Regions from separate parts of the Oryctolagus cuniculus genome. Here region 2 is linked to region 1. A link is a contact called in public Micro-C data. All regions are on one chromosome and are shown on one strand. The core of a region is the stretch at or near the end of the contact, and the rest is flanking DNA. Distances in the headings are between cores, read along the strand shown.

What was found. Hi-C and Micro-C count contacts between places; a contact is called where the count stands out from the background.
Region 2: a Micro-C map of ear pinna shows a contact between it and region 1, with 5 times the contacts expected there. The contact joins the promoter of CHCHD5 here to the promoter of ZC3H6 in region 1. A contact is called at or near these places in 3 of 6 Hi-C or Micro-C datasets (ear pinna, psoas muscle and skin fibroblasts).

What each region holds. Positions count from the first base shown.
Region 1 is chr2:113,440,483-113,447,559 of mOryCun1.1, reverse strand. It overlaps ZC3H6 (zinc finger CCCH-type containing 6), which reads right to left and starts at 2,277. Exons shown (of 12, transcript XM_070068807.1): 1 at 2,210-2,277.
Region 2 is chr2:113,649,885-113,656,319 of mOryCun1.1, reverse strand. It overlaps CHCHD5 (coiled-coil-helix-coiled-coil-helix domain containing 5), which reads right to left and starts at 1,575. Exons shown (of 4, transcript XM_002709595.5): 1 at 1,153-1,575. The coding sequence starts at 1,154. It overlaps LOC138848561 (a long non-coding RNA gene), which reads left to right and starts at 1,612. Exons shown (of 2, transcript XR_011386493.1): 1 at 1,612-1,734; 2 at 2,029-2,147.

The DNA of each region.
Region 1 (7,077 bases), core at 1,028-3,527:
ACAAGGCTGGAGCTAGAACCATTTCTCCTGACTATTTAGATAGTTCAGGTTTTCTGGGGTTTGTTTTCACGTGGGACGACTAAAAAAAAAAAATAGTATGAGAAACAATCTATTTGCCTCAGAATACTGCCACTTAACTGAATTAAAATATAGCTGAAGAAAATATTGTGTACTAATCTGAAACAAAATAGGCTAAAATCACACTAATCTTGACCACTAATCTTCAGTTCCTACTAAGCTGTTAATATTTCACAAAGAATTCTTCAAAGTTTTCAACATTTAAACCAGTATTTTAAAATTTCAAGTCATTTTTAAATTCCTTACTAGAAAACTTATATTGATTTTTGAATCTGGTGACATGGTTGCTTCATTATGTAGAATACATAATTCTAAATCTTAAAGGTACTCTACTCTGCACTAACAGATAACGGATTTCCTTTCACATAAAAGAACAAATTTTAGTCTGTTTTAGCAAAACCCCATCACTGGTTTGCCCACAGATATTCAGAGTGGAAAACTTCTCAAAGTACTAGTGAATTCATTTCATGCATTCTTTTAATGGGGAAGATTAAAAAAAATAGTGAGGTGCAAAGTTCATGCACCTATATTTTTAAGAGTGCATTTTCTTTTCTAAAAACGACTACACCTTTGACTTGTCTTCTAGGAATCTGCTTTTATTATTACCGTACCAAAACTGTTGCAAAATCACTTTTATCTCTCTCAAGATTATCAAACAGATATTTCAAATTCCAGTGATGTCTGTGATTTTTGTTTCTGGGTTTAAAAACAAAACAAAAATAGAAAAGTGTTTAGAATGCGTTACCAAAAGCTGAACAAGTTACTCCACAGGTAAAACTTCAGCAACCTGTATATGACTTAGAGCACAATGCATACTTTTGATTACTTCTATTAACAATGAAGCTAATTACGAGGTTCTACATTTTCAAACTGTTATTCTACGCAAAAATAAAACGCAATGGATTTTGTGCCGGTAATTTTAATGAATGAAAGCCCCTCCCTCTCCGTGATTAAGATGACTACGGACGTAAACTTACAATCTAACCGAAGCTTAAGTCTCCTAAAAGCGCATACTTTATAACTGTCCACCGAACTGCTAAATGGAACCAAGAACCTGCCTCTTCGGCCACAGCCAGAGATTAAAAAAAAAAAATTTTTTTTCACCAGAATCTGTTACATCTTCAAGCGATACACAGTATCTAGAAAATCGGGCCAGCTGGAGTAACCCTCAGCGTTCCCACTTTCGGAGCAGGCTGCGCTACATACACCGAGGTCTGCACATCCCAAGTAGTCTCCGTGTTAACACGTTTAACTTGCCATTCCCAATCCCAAGGGCGAGACCGCAGACGACAACGGCCCTCGGGGTAGGGGGTAGGGGGTTGGGGGGGGAGACTCCAAACTTTCCTTAAACCCAAACGTGTTTGTTTTCAGAGGCGTGCTCGGGTGGGAGTCAAACAGCACCACGCCACTCCGAGTGGGCGTCCTGGGCTGCTCCTGCTGGGCCGTCGTCGGCAGCGGCCCCCGGGGCCGGGGAGACGGAGGGAGCGCGGCAGAGCCGCGCGCCGCACCCCCAGCCGCCCCGGGCGGGGGGCTCGCGCGTGCCCGGCCGGGGCGGGGCGGCGCCGGCGACCCCGGACCTGCCCGCGGCCGCGAGCCTGAGGTTCACACGAGGGCGCGCGTCATGGAACTGACGGAGCCACACAGAGACGTCCAAGTCATGCAGGAGGCGCCCGGCCCGGCCCGCCCCCGCCGCCCGACCCTCCTCTCCTCCGACAGAAAGACAGACAAGGGTTCCCGACCTGTCGTGCCCTGCATGTTCACAGTCTGTCATGTTTGGTCAAGAACGGGGGGGGCTGGAGGGCAGGTCTGCGAAGCCGGCGGCGGCGGGGCGCGGGGCGGACCCCCTGCGCCGCCTGCGGGCACCTGCTCCCGGCCGCCGCCGACAGGTGACGAAGTGGTAAAAACTCACGGTTACTAGTGAGCGACACAGACACAGACTTTCCAGTCTATTAACAACCACGCCAGAGAGATGGGGCTCTAACTGCACACACTGGGCAACGGCCCCGCGCTGCCGGCGCTGCCGCTCTAGTCTCTATTCGCCGCCGGTGGCTGAGGCGTGGGAGCGGGCGGGCGGGCGGCGTGCGGCGACGCGGGGATTTGGACAGTGGCCGTAACGGTGATTTCTCCTCACCAACATGGCGGCACCCGAGATAGGCGGCTCGAAAAGATGGCGCCGGCCGCAACACCTTGCCCGGGACTAAAGGGCAGGAGAGATTCCTCCGCGAGCCGCGGCCCTTGCCCAGCCCGCCGGGGCCGAGCGCGCGGGCCATTGGAGGAGACGGCGCGTCAATCACCTCCAGGGGCGGGCCTCTGCCCGTCTCTGCGCGCCGGCGGAGGCAGCAGCCTGGCGGCGAGGCCGAGCGCAGAGAGACGCGGCCGGGTGGCTCCCGCTGTAGCTCCGGGCGGGGGAGGCGGCCCGTGGGACCCGCGAGGTCCCCCGGTCCACCCGCGCCTTGGGCCCGGCCGGTGTGAGGCCGCGGCTTGCCTGCGAGACACTGGCCGCCCAAGGGCTGAGGAGTTGCAGACGCAACGAATTAAAGAGTCAGCGAGCCGTTAGCCGATGTGGGCAGGGATGGGGTGATAAATAACCGGCGCCTTTGTTGGTGAAACAAGGGGGAAATGTACTTTTCTCCTTCAAAGATGTAGCGATGAGCTCGTTTTGTAATGTTTAGTGCTCAGAATCGCGTCTTGAGGACCATGGCTCGGCCGTGCAGTATTTCTGATACGTGGCAGTAAATTTATGCACCTGACACTTTCTTGGTAATCAGATTAAAATAGATGTAAAAAATAATTATGTAAACGTTAATTCTTATATCGACATGTAAAATGCATGCGAAGGTCTTATAAATAAGAACTAGGCGTTACATTACTCCAAACGAATGTGGCCATTAGAATGTTTAAATGACAAGCCAATGTTTTGGCCTACTTAATATGGTGGATGACTTCATTGTGAAGGAAAGTTACTTGATTTCTATAAAAATGATGGACTTAATGGTTAATCCTCCCACCCAACTACCCGACTTCCATTGTGTCCTGAACAATGCATTTTGGAGATGCGTAAATGGAGTGCATTTAGAAGTAGCTGCAGTAAATGGATTATTTTGAAGTTAAAAGCTTTGTGTTTATACGTTAAAAGGAGAAAAATCTCTTTTTTAAGTTGAATGCACCCATTGAGAGGATAGATAATTCCAAAGACAGCGGCCATGATACCTTAATAGGGAAATTTCAAAAAGCAGATGGTTTGGAGGGAACAGTATTAGCATCTGGAATTATGTTAGAATGTCGGGGCTTTGTTATACCTATTTTACTGAATCTAGGGCTTACCTTGGCTAATTTGGATAGTTGATTAGTGTGAAGTTATCCAAAGGCATTTAAGACACCGTTTCTGTTTTTTCCTGCACTTCTGTTTTCCAGTCTCCTAGACCTAGAGGCCTGTCTCTGGTTTGTTACTGGGTGTGCAACAAGGCAATTCTTTCTGGATGAAAAGCCTGCTTTTGTAACCCTTGGTACACTCTGCTTAGGATGTTTGATGCTAAAGTATGGCATCAGGCCCAGTCTGTTTCCTTTGGTAACAGAAAGGGAAGAGTGGGTGGGTGGGTGGCTGAAATACAGGGGTAAGAGTGCTCGGATAGATTTAGGTTATAAATGTGTTTAAATCTGTTACACAGAATGCGGCCTTTTTTTTTTTTTTTTTTTTTTTTTTTTTTTTTTTTTTTTTTTGGATAAAGAAAGCCAACATTTCTCCCTTTGTCTTTAACTGGCTCAGTTAAGGAAAGGACCGTATCCATCACAGAGAGTAATAGATTCTACCTAACAATGACCAGGAACCAAGAGAGAGATAAAAACTTTCACCCCATAATGAATCTGCCCAAACCTCCACGGTAAGAGACAACCAAACTCTGGCAAGGTTTATAGCAGCAGGAGGCTATGTCCCTAGGATGATCCCAGCCTCCCATCAAAATGCTGGCCTAAGAAGACACAGCACTGTAGTAAAATTTACCAACGGCACTGTAGGCCCCTGATCTCTCCTTGTTAGAGCCTTTGCTAAATTGAGAATCCTTTCTCTGTCCCTTTGAGATGAGACTGTATCTCGTACAACTCTGGAATGTAATCAGGAATGATATTAAAAACCATTAATATAAATGAATAAGGATTTTTTTTTTTTTTTTGACAGGCAGAGTGGATAGTGAGAGAGAGAGACAGAGAGAAAGGTCTTCCTTTTTGCCGTTGGTTCACCCTCCAATGGCCACCGCAGCTGGCGCGCTGCGGCCGGCGCACCGCGCTGATCCGAAGCCAGGAGCCAGGTACTTATCCTGGTCTCCCATGGGGTGCAGAGCCCAAGTACTTGGGCCATCCTACACTGCACTCCCGGGCCACAACAGAGAGCTGGCCTGGAAGAGGGGCAACCAGGACAGAATCCGGCGCCCCAACCGGGACTGGAACCCGGTGTGCCGGCGCCGCAAGGCGGAGGATTAGCCTAGTGAGCCGAGGCGCCGGCCCAGGATTTCTTAATATGACTTCTTTTAAAAAAGTTTTTTGGGTTCATGAAATAAGGCTAATTTTATTTGCTTTGTTCTAAATCTTAAAAATTTGGTAGATATTATTCATTACTGTTTTGTTTATATTTTTGTATTTAAATTCATAAAATAGATCTGTCATTTTCTTTTACTATTTTAACTATATTATCAAGGTTATGCTGGCTTTGTAGAATGAGGTGGGAGTATTCCCCTATTTTTGATCATCTGAAAGAGTCTGTGTAAAGCTAGAGTGTTCTGTTCTTTGAAAGTTTAGAACAATTTGTCTGTAAAGCTGAACATGACATCTTCTTTGTAGAAAGATTTTTCCAAGTCATTGCTTCAGTTTCTTTTACTCTTTATAGGACTATTCAAGTGTTTTATTTTTTCCTGAGTCAGTTCTTGGGATGATACATTTTCTATGGGTTTATACATTTTAGCAAGATTTTCTAAGAATTTACTCGTCGTCTAGGATATCAAATATACTTGTTAATAGTATTCGGTTATTAGCCTCTTATTGCTATGTCCTTTCAGCCAAGACTATTGCTTGCAAGTTTTCTAGTTTCTGTATCTTTGCATGATAAAACAGTCAAGCAAAGTAATTTAAAACCTTTTATTATGATGATGTTGGATTTACTGATTCCTTCTTTAGTTGTATCTCATTTTTGCTTTTATAGTATAAGGATAGTTTACTAGGTGCATTAATGACTTAGTAAAGTTTTGTTTTCTTTGTGAGCTATTTACTAACTTTCTCCATTTCTAATGCTGTTTGTCATAAAGTCTTTTTAAAAATATTTTTAAATATACATATAGCTACAAAAGCTTTTTTTTTTCTGTTTTCTCAACCTCAGCATTACAAAAGCTCGAGATTCCATACTACCCTGGTTTTAGTCTGTAGGGCACTTGCACTAAGTGTGGGTTACTGTTTGTACAAGGCTTCCGTGGGAGAAGAGCATAATCAGAACCATTTCTCTTTCATTTTTCTCCTTCCACGTCCTTCCCAATCTGCTACTTATCTCACACACAAGACACTAACTGCTGTAGTTTGTGTCCCCGAGAATTCATGTGTTAGAAATTTCATCCCCAAATTAACACTGTTGAGAGCTAGGGCCCAATGGGAAATGTTTGGGTCATGAGGGCTCTTCCTTTGTGAATTTATTAATGCCCCTAGGAGAAGGGCTATGGCAGCGGGTTCTTTCTCTTTTGCTCCTCACCGTGTGAGGATACAGGGTTTGTCCTTCTGTCCCTTCCATCTTCTGCCCTGTAATGATCCGGCAAGAAGACCCTCATCAGATTTGATGTTGGTGTCTTGATTTGGGAGTTCTCCCTCTAGAACTATGAGGAAATAAATGTCTGTTCTTTACTTATGGCCTAGTCTGTTATAGCTGCACAAAATGGGCTAACTCCAACCCATACATAGACCTTAGTTCAAAATATCACCCAGTCCTAGAAAATTCTCTCTGCCCCTTCCCATTCAATGCTCATCTCCACTCCAAAGACAGCCACTCCTGTGAGTTTTTCTATTCTAAATCAGGTCTGCCTCCTTCATAGCATCACTGTTATGATTCATGGATTGAAAATGCGCTGTGTCATATTAGGCTTCTTTCATTCAATGGAGTAACTTTCTCCTAAAAATTCCCTTTTTAATTTTTATATTTCTTGCCTTGTTCAGAATCTTAGTGAGAAAACACTCAGTTGTGTCAAGTATATTAGCTGTGGGGTTTAAGATGCTGCTATGGTTTGGGTTTCAGTTTGGCTATTAGGGGCCCACCAAAGCCCTGTGTGTTAAAGGCTTGATCCTCAAGGTGGTACAATTGGAAGGCAGTGAAATGTTTAGGAAGTGGGGTCTGGTTAGAGGTCCCAAGGTCATTGGGGGCATGTCTTTGCAAGGTAATTCTTGCAAGAGAAAGTTGCAAAAGCCTGAGCTGGGTCCAGCTGCTGTCTTTGCCTCGGGGCTCACCATGCGGTCCTTCCTCTGCACGTATGCCCACCACCCTCCATCCTTACCAGGTGCCAGACCAGTGGGGCTACCTGATCTTGGACTCGATCCCCAGAGCTGTGAACAACTAAATAAACCCTTTATCTTTAAAAGTGAGGCTGCCCCGGCGAATTTTGTTACAGTGATGAACAGCGAATACAGATGCCCTCTATCAGCTTAAGAAAATTCTCTTCTATTTATAGTTTGCTGAAAGATGTTATCCCAAATCCATTTTAGATAATTGTAAAATAATTTTGTGTTAATTGATGCATTCATTTTATTTGACTCATAGTGTGTTGAATTAACATTGACTTTGAAATATGAGCCATCCTTATAATCCTGAGATAAACTTCACTTGGTTATTATATATTATTCTTTTGTATTGCTGAATTTGCTGTCTAACGTTTTCTTGAAGATTTGAAAATCTGCGTTCAAAGGAGGATATTGGTGTGTAGTTTTCTTTTATTGCCTGACTGTACTTTTGCAACTGGGTTGATGTTAGCCTCA
Region 2 (6,435 bases), core at 326-2,825, 210 kb before region 1:
GGAGGAGGATTAACCTACTGTGCCACGGCGCCGGCCCCTTGGTTATTCTAACACAGGCCTTGGTGGGGAGTGGGAGACTCTTTCAACCTTCAACAACCTTCAAGAAGGATCTTGGTGGTCAGGCATCCTCCAGGCCTGGGAGAAGCTTTAGAAGTAAGACCCAAGGACCAGCACCATGGTGTAATGGGTAAACCCACTGCCTGCAGCGCCAGCATCCCATATGGGTGCCAGTTCCAATCCGGCTGCTCCACTTCTGATCCAGCTCCCTGCTAATGGCCAGGGAAAGTAGTGAAGGAAGGCCCAAGTGCTTGGGCCCCCGCACCCGCGTGGGAGACTCAGAAGAAGCACCTGGATCCTGGCTGCGGATTGGCCCAGCTCCGGCCATTGCAGCCACCTGGGGAGTGAACCGGCAGATGGAGGATCTTTCTGTCTCTCCCTCCTTGCCTATAACTCTGTCCCTCAAATAAATAAATCTTTGAAAGAAAAAAAAAGAAGAAGAAGAAAGACCCGAGTTCAAGGGAAAGAGAGCTTCAGAGGCCTAAATGAGTTTGGAAGTCCTAAACGTGAGGTTTAAGGGTCCAAGAGGTGGGGAAAGACCTCTTGACCAGAGTCAGACATGAGGCCTGAGGACAGGGACCCGAGAGATGACAGCTGAGGTCCTGGGATGGGGTTGCAGATCCTAGGGTGGGACTCAGGAGCTTGTCCTGGGGGCAGGATCTGGAAGCCCTTGACGAGGGGTAGATCTGGAGAGTCCTACTCATGAGCTCCTGAGGTTTGGGGGGACAAGGTCTGGGAAGCCAGTGCAAGGTCAAAGCGGTCTGGAACAAGCCCGTGAGCCACAGAGGTGACGTCAGGGTCCTGGGAAGACCTGGATGACCCAGCGGGAGGAGTCCTACAGGTCCTCCGATGAGTCTGAAGCCCCAGGGTCCTGGAGCCAGAGCCTCCTAGTGGAAGTAGGGTAGGGCCTGAAACCGCCGGGGGCGGGGCCTGGGAATGAGAGGCGGGGCTTTAAGCGCTTTAGGGGCGGGGCCAATACTGAGGATCGGCTCTCAAAAGAAATCCTTCTCGAGATCCTAGCCTAGGATTAGAAAGGTCACTGCGGAAGAGAAGGGACGCGGTAGCAAGTACGGAGTGGACGCTCCCGTTACTCACATCTCGAGGCAGGTGCCGGCGTGGGATCAGTCAGGGAGCCGCAACCCGCCTCTTCCGGTATCAGGTTGTCATGGCGGCACGCAGCTCAACCTCTTCCGGTTTTTCTAGCAGCTGGCGGGCAGCCAGCCCCGTACCCTTTAGACCCACTACGTCACGGCGGCGCCCTTTGCAGTCATTTCCGGCGACAGCTCGTCACGGCGGCGCCCGTCATAGCCACTTCCGTCCCAGCCGGCCGTGTTGCTCCCTGTTTCCGGCTTGCGGGTTCACCGGAAGTAGACGTTCGGACGTACGGCGATGCCTTGTGGGATGGATGCGCGTGTCCTAGGGGCTTCAGGTCGCCTAACGTGACGCTAGTGCGTGCGCGCGCTCGGGCCTGGCGGGAAGGGGCTTGAGTATACATACCATCTGCCCGCCGGGGTCACCAGACGCGTCCCCTGCGTTTTTGCGTAAGTTCCGGCTTTAGCCAGGACGCAAGTGGGTTTTAGTGCCGGCTGCCTGGAACGATGGATAAATGACTTCCTGCCCTTGTAGTTCGTCCTAGCGCGGCACGTTTCCGCCTCCCATCTCATCCATCCTCAAAGTGTGAGTTTAGACCTGGGGGTGGACTGTCCCATTTATGACGTGGTTATCCCTTGGTGAAAGAAGGGAGCATCAGTTTTACCATATAACACACAGGTTTTTCCAAGACTAACCAAAATTAGGAGAAAAACGCAGTTCATGTGAGGTCCGGACAGGAGCTCTTTGAGCCTGTGACGCACTGAGTGGGCTTCTCCGTGAACTGGGGATGATGGCAGTGACAGGCTTCACATAGGACAGAGTGCAAGTGAAGGGTTTATTAAAAAAAAAAAAAATTGATTTTATTTATTTGAAAGACAGGAGTTACAGAGAGAGGTCTTCCATCCGCTGGTTCACTCCCCAGATGGCTGCAATGGCCGGAGCTGCACCGATCCGAAGCCAGGAGCTTCTTCTGGGTCTCCCACGCAGGTGCAGGGGCCCAAGGACTTGAGCCATCTTCCACTGCTTTCCCAGGCCACAGCAGAGAGCTGGATCGGAAGAGGAGCTGCCAGGACTAGAACTGGTGACCATATGGGATGCCAGTGCTTCAGACCAGGGCTTTAACCTGCTGCACCACAGCACCAGCCCCAAGTGAAGGGTTATTACAGAGCATGGCCCCTCAGGAATTCTAGATAAATGAAACCTGTTCAGGAGGCTGTAACCACGAGCGGTCGGTGACTGCTCCACTGGCCGTCTGAATCTGCCCCAGCTGATGCGCTTGGAGCCATGGACATTGAAAGGAGGCTTTTTCACCCTGCGGTCCTTCCACCCTTCCTTCCTGAACATCTTCCCATTGCGTGTGTGGTTTTGTTTTGTTTTGTTTTGTTTTGTTTGACAGGCAGAGTGGACAGTGAGAGAGAGACAGAGAGAAAGGTCTTCCTTTGCCGTTGGTTCACCCTCCGATGGCCGCCGTGGCCAGCACACCGCGCTGATCCGATGGCAGGAGCCAGGTGCTTCTCCTGGTCTCCCATGGGGTGCAGGGCCCAAGCACCTGGGCCATCCTCCACTACACTCCCTGGCCACAGCAGAGAGCTGGCCTGGAAGAGGGACAACCGGAACAGAATCCGGCGCCCCGACCAGGACTAGAACCCGGTGTGCCGGCGCTGCAAGGCGGAGGATTAGCCTAGTGAGCCGCGGGGCCGGCCCCAGTGCACGTTTTGTGAGAGAAGAGCTAAAGGAGATGGCATCAGGGCTGTGGGAAGAGACAGAAGACGACTTTTTGGCTTCAAACGTGGGTATTCCTTTCCAGGAAGAATGGAACCTTAAGCTGGCCAGTGCCCCCCGTTCTCATCCCAAAGTGCAGGCAGTGTGCTTCCTAAAGGGAAGAAGGGGTTCAGACCTCTGGGGTTCAGGTCGGCAGCTATGGGGAAGACCCCAGCAGCAGGCGTGCTCCTTGAGGAGCGTTGCACCCATTCTCCCAGACTTCCAGCCTTTGGGTCTGTGACTCAACGGTGTAACTGACTTCTCCAGGGGTCAAATGTAAGAGGACCCTAAGGACAGTGGGGTTTGGAGTGAGACAGATCTGAGTTTGAATCGGAGATCTCAGTATGCTTCTTGCTCTCTGAGTTTCAGTTTCTTCCTAACACCCGCCTCTGGATGCCCTTGGGAGAAGCAAGGGAGCTGAGCAGACCAAGCACGTGGTACAGAGCCCTCTGGACTCTCCCTTGTCTGCCCTACCAGACATTGTTACTATTGTGTGTAATTGTTTGTTTGCCTGTGTCATTACCCTATGAACCCAGTGAGGGAGGGGGCCTTGTGTCTCGTGGTCACTGCTATATCCACCCCCCCACACACACAGCTTAGGGCTGGCAGAATAATAGGGAGTGAGTGAAAGTATTTACTTACAAGATTGACATGAGGATAAGATGAAATCTTTTCATTCACCCGTGTGATACTTACCAAGTACATTTGTATGCCAGGCCCTGAAACAGCCGCAAATGAAACACAAAACTGGGGCTTAATGTTATAGTAGGAGAGACAGATACTAATTAAAGTAAATAAGAACAGCATCTAGTAAATTAGTGATAACTGGTAAGGAGAATTATAAGAATTAAAGGAGAAGTGTCGGGACGATGACAGTTTTAGGCAGTGGCCAACACAGGCCTGAGAACGTAACATTTGGGCAGAGTGCTCAGGGCAGTAAGGGGTTGAGGCATGTGCACAAGTGTGCCAGGCAGGGAGTGGCAGTGCAAAGGCCCTTTGTGTAGGCAGCAACATCCAGGATGCAGTCAAGGACCAAGGAGAGAGCAGCTTGGCTGGAGCAGGAGGACAGCGGTGGTAAATGGTAGGGGAGCAGGCAGTAACTGGAGGCCATGGGGTGTGGGGCCTGGTGGGCATTCACAAGGACTTTGGCTTTTACTCTGCATTTTTAATAAGCTTCCCAAGGGCCAGCGCCGCGGCTCACTAGGCTAATCCTCCACCTTGCGGCGCCGGCACACCGGGTTCTAGTCCCTGTCGAGGCGCCGGATTCTGTCCCGGTTGCCCCTCTTCCAGGCCAGCTCTCTGCTCTGGCCAGGGAGTGCAGTGGAGGATGGCCCAAGTGCTTGGGCCCTGCACCCCATGGGAGACCAGGAGAAGCACCTGGCTCCTGCCTTCGGATCAGCGTGGTGCGCTGGCCGCAGCACACCAGCCGCGGCGGCCAAGGAAGACCCTTCCCTCTGTCTCTCTCTCTCACTGTCCACTCTGCCTGTCTAAATAAATAAATAAATAAATAAAATAAGCTTCCCAAAGTATCACTGTGCATAATAATGTCTGAGGATTCAGTAAGAAACCAGAGAGGCAAAAAGGTGGGTCTTTCTAGAAGTGGGGTGCTAGTACTGATTCCCTCTGCGAGGGATATCCTGCAAACAAATACAAAAAAAAACTACAGCTCACCCTTTGAAAATTTTTTATATTTATTTCAAATGCTCATAATAGCCAGGGCTGGACCAAGCAGAGCCCAGGGGCTAGAACCTCAATACAGGGCTCCCATGTGAGTGGCAAGGACCCAAGTACTTGAGCCCTGCCCGCTACCTGCCAGCATCCACATTGATAGGAAGCTGAAATCAGGAGCTCAGAGCCAGGAATCAAAACACCCAGCCACTCTGATAGGGGGCAGTGAGGGTCTGGCGTCTTAACTTCTGGGCTAAATGCTCACCCCTGCAATCCACCTAGTCATTAAAGATGACTTTGGGTTAAAAATTACCTTTTTAAAAATGCAAGTTCCTCTGGTGAAGGTGAATGGTTTCTCTCTTCCTAATGCTTGTTTAGCACTGAGGATGGTGGAGAAGGGCAGAGGGCAGATCGTCAGCTGTGGGATTTTGTGGGAGGCCTGCAGATCTCAGCAGGAAGGGAGGAGGGTGTGGCACAGGCACGGGGATGGGACAGGAAACTGGGGAGTCGAAAAGATCCTGGGAAGGGGGAGGTGCCGGGCAGATGAGCTAGGGCAAGTCAGATTTGATGAGGGGCAAGAAATGGGTGATGGGGTGCGAGCAGGCTGGGGGTGGGGTGCTCTTGTAGACTGCGAACAACCCTGAGGGCGCTTTAGCTCAGGGCCTCAGTGCAGCTGAGCACTGGCAGAATGGCAGCCCAGAAGTGCCGATGACCAGATCTACAAGCTGGCCCAAAGGGAGTCCTGAGCCTTGTTCCTCTGAAGCGGATATGTGGCCAGAGAAGTGGTGCCTGATGTGTAGGTGATTTTCCCAAGAAAGGGGGTGTAGACTGGCATTGCGTCTTCCTGGTTCCTGTGGGCCCTTTCTCTCCCCACAGGTGGCCTCACTGCCACTGTCCACTCTGTTATTTTTCCTTCCTGTCTTCTGTGGGCAGCGCCCGGCTCTAGATCTTAGCATGATGGAGCTGTAGGGAAAATCCTGGGGAGCCCAATACGTAGCAGATCTTCAGGCTGTGAGGAGAGACACCCTCCCTTCCAGACACATTTCATCTTCTTCGTCAGCTAAGTGTCTAGCAACATAGAGCTAGCTGCAGGGCCACCCTTCCCCCTGGAAATGGTGGCACAGAAAATTGTTTATGGAAGCCAGGCCCCTCTGCTTCTCTTGGGTTCTCCAGGCCCTTACTCCCCTTACTCCCCCCCTGCAAAGGAACCCTTTCCTTGAAATTCAGCTTCCTCTTTCTCACTGTTGTCTCCTGAACCCCATGCCTCCTAGAGTTACCCCTCCAGAGCCCACACCTTAAAAGGATTCCTGGGAATTGCAAAAACTTTCATCCCTGGCTCCGGCTTCTGGAGTCCAGGCAAGGGCGGGCCAGGCCTGGAGGAGGGCCCACTTGCTGAGTCTGGCCATGTCACTGCCCAGGCCACACCAAGGGTTCCTCTGCCTTGTGTGGTGCTGGCAAGGTAGGGCATGGGAAAGAAGCGAAAGCTGAGGCTCTGCCCTACAGAGGCTTAACAGCCTTCCTACGTGATGGCGAAAGGCACCGCAGGTGGCCCTGTGAGGTCAGCCCCACTCTGTTCTGCCCCCGGGAACCAACTCCCGCTTGGGGACTGATCCTACACTGACCCTTGACCACCTGTCCACACTTCCTTTCCTCCTGCACTGAGTAGCTGCTGGACTATCAGTAGGCCTGGCCTCCTCCTCAGCACTGCCCAGGCCTTCCTCACTTGGTACAGGTTGGTGGGATTTGAGGATGGGGAGAGGCAGATTCAGAAGCTGAAGCTGATGAGCCGGTCCCACTGCTGGTCTCCTTCAGGTCCTCGGGGGCCATGGGCCACAAGTGAAAGGGAGAAACCAGTCA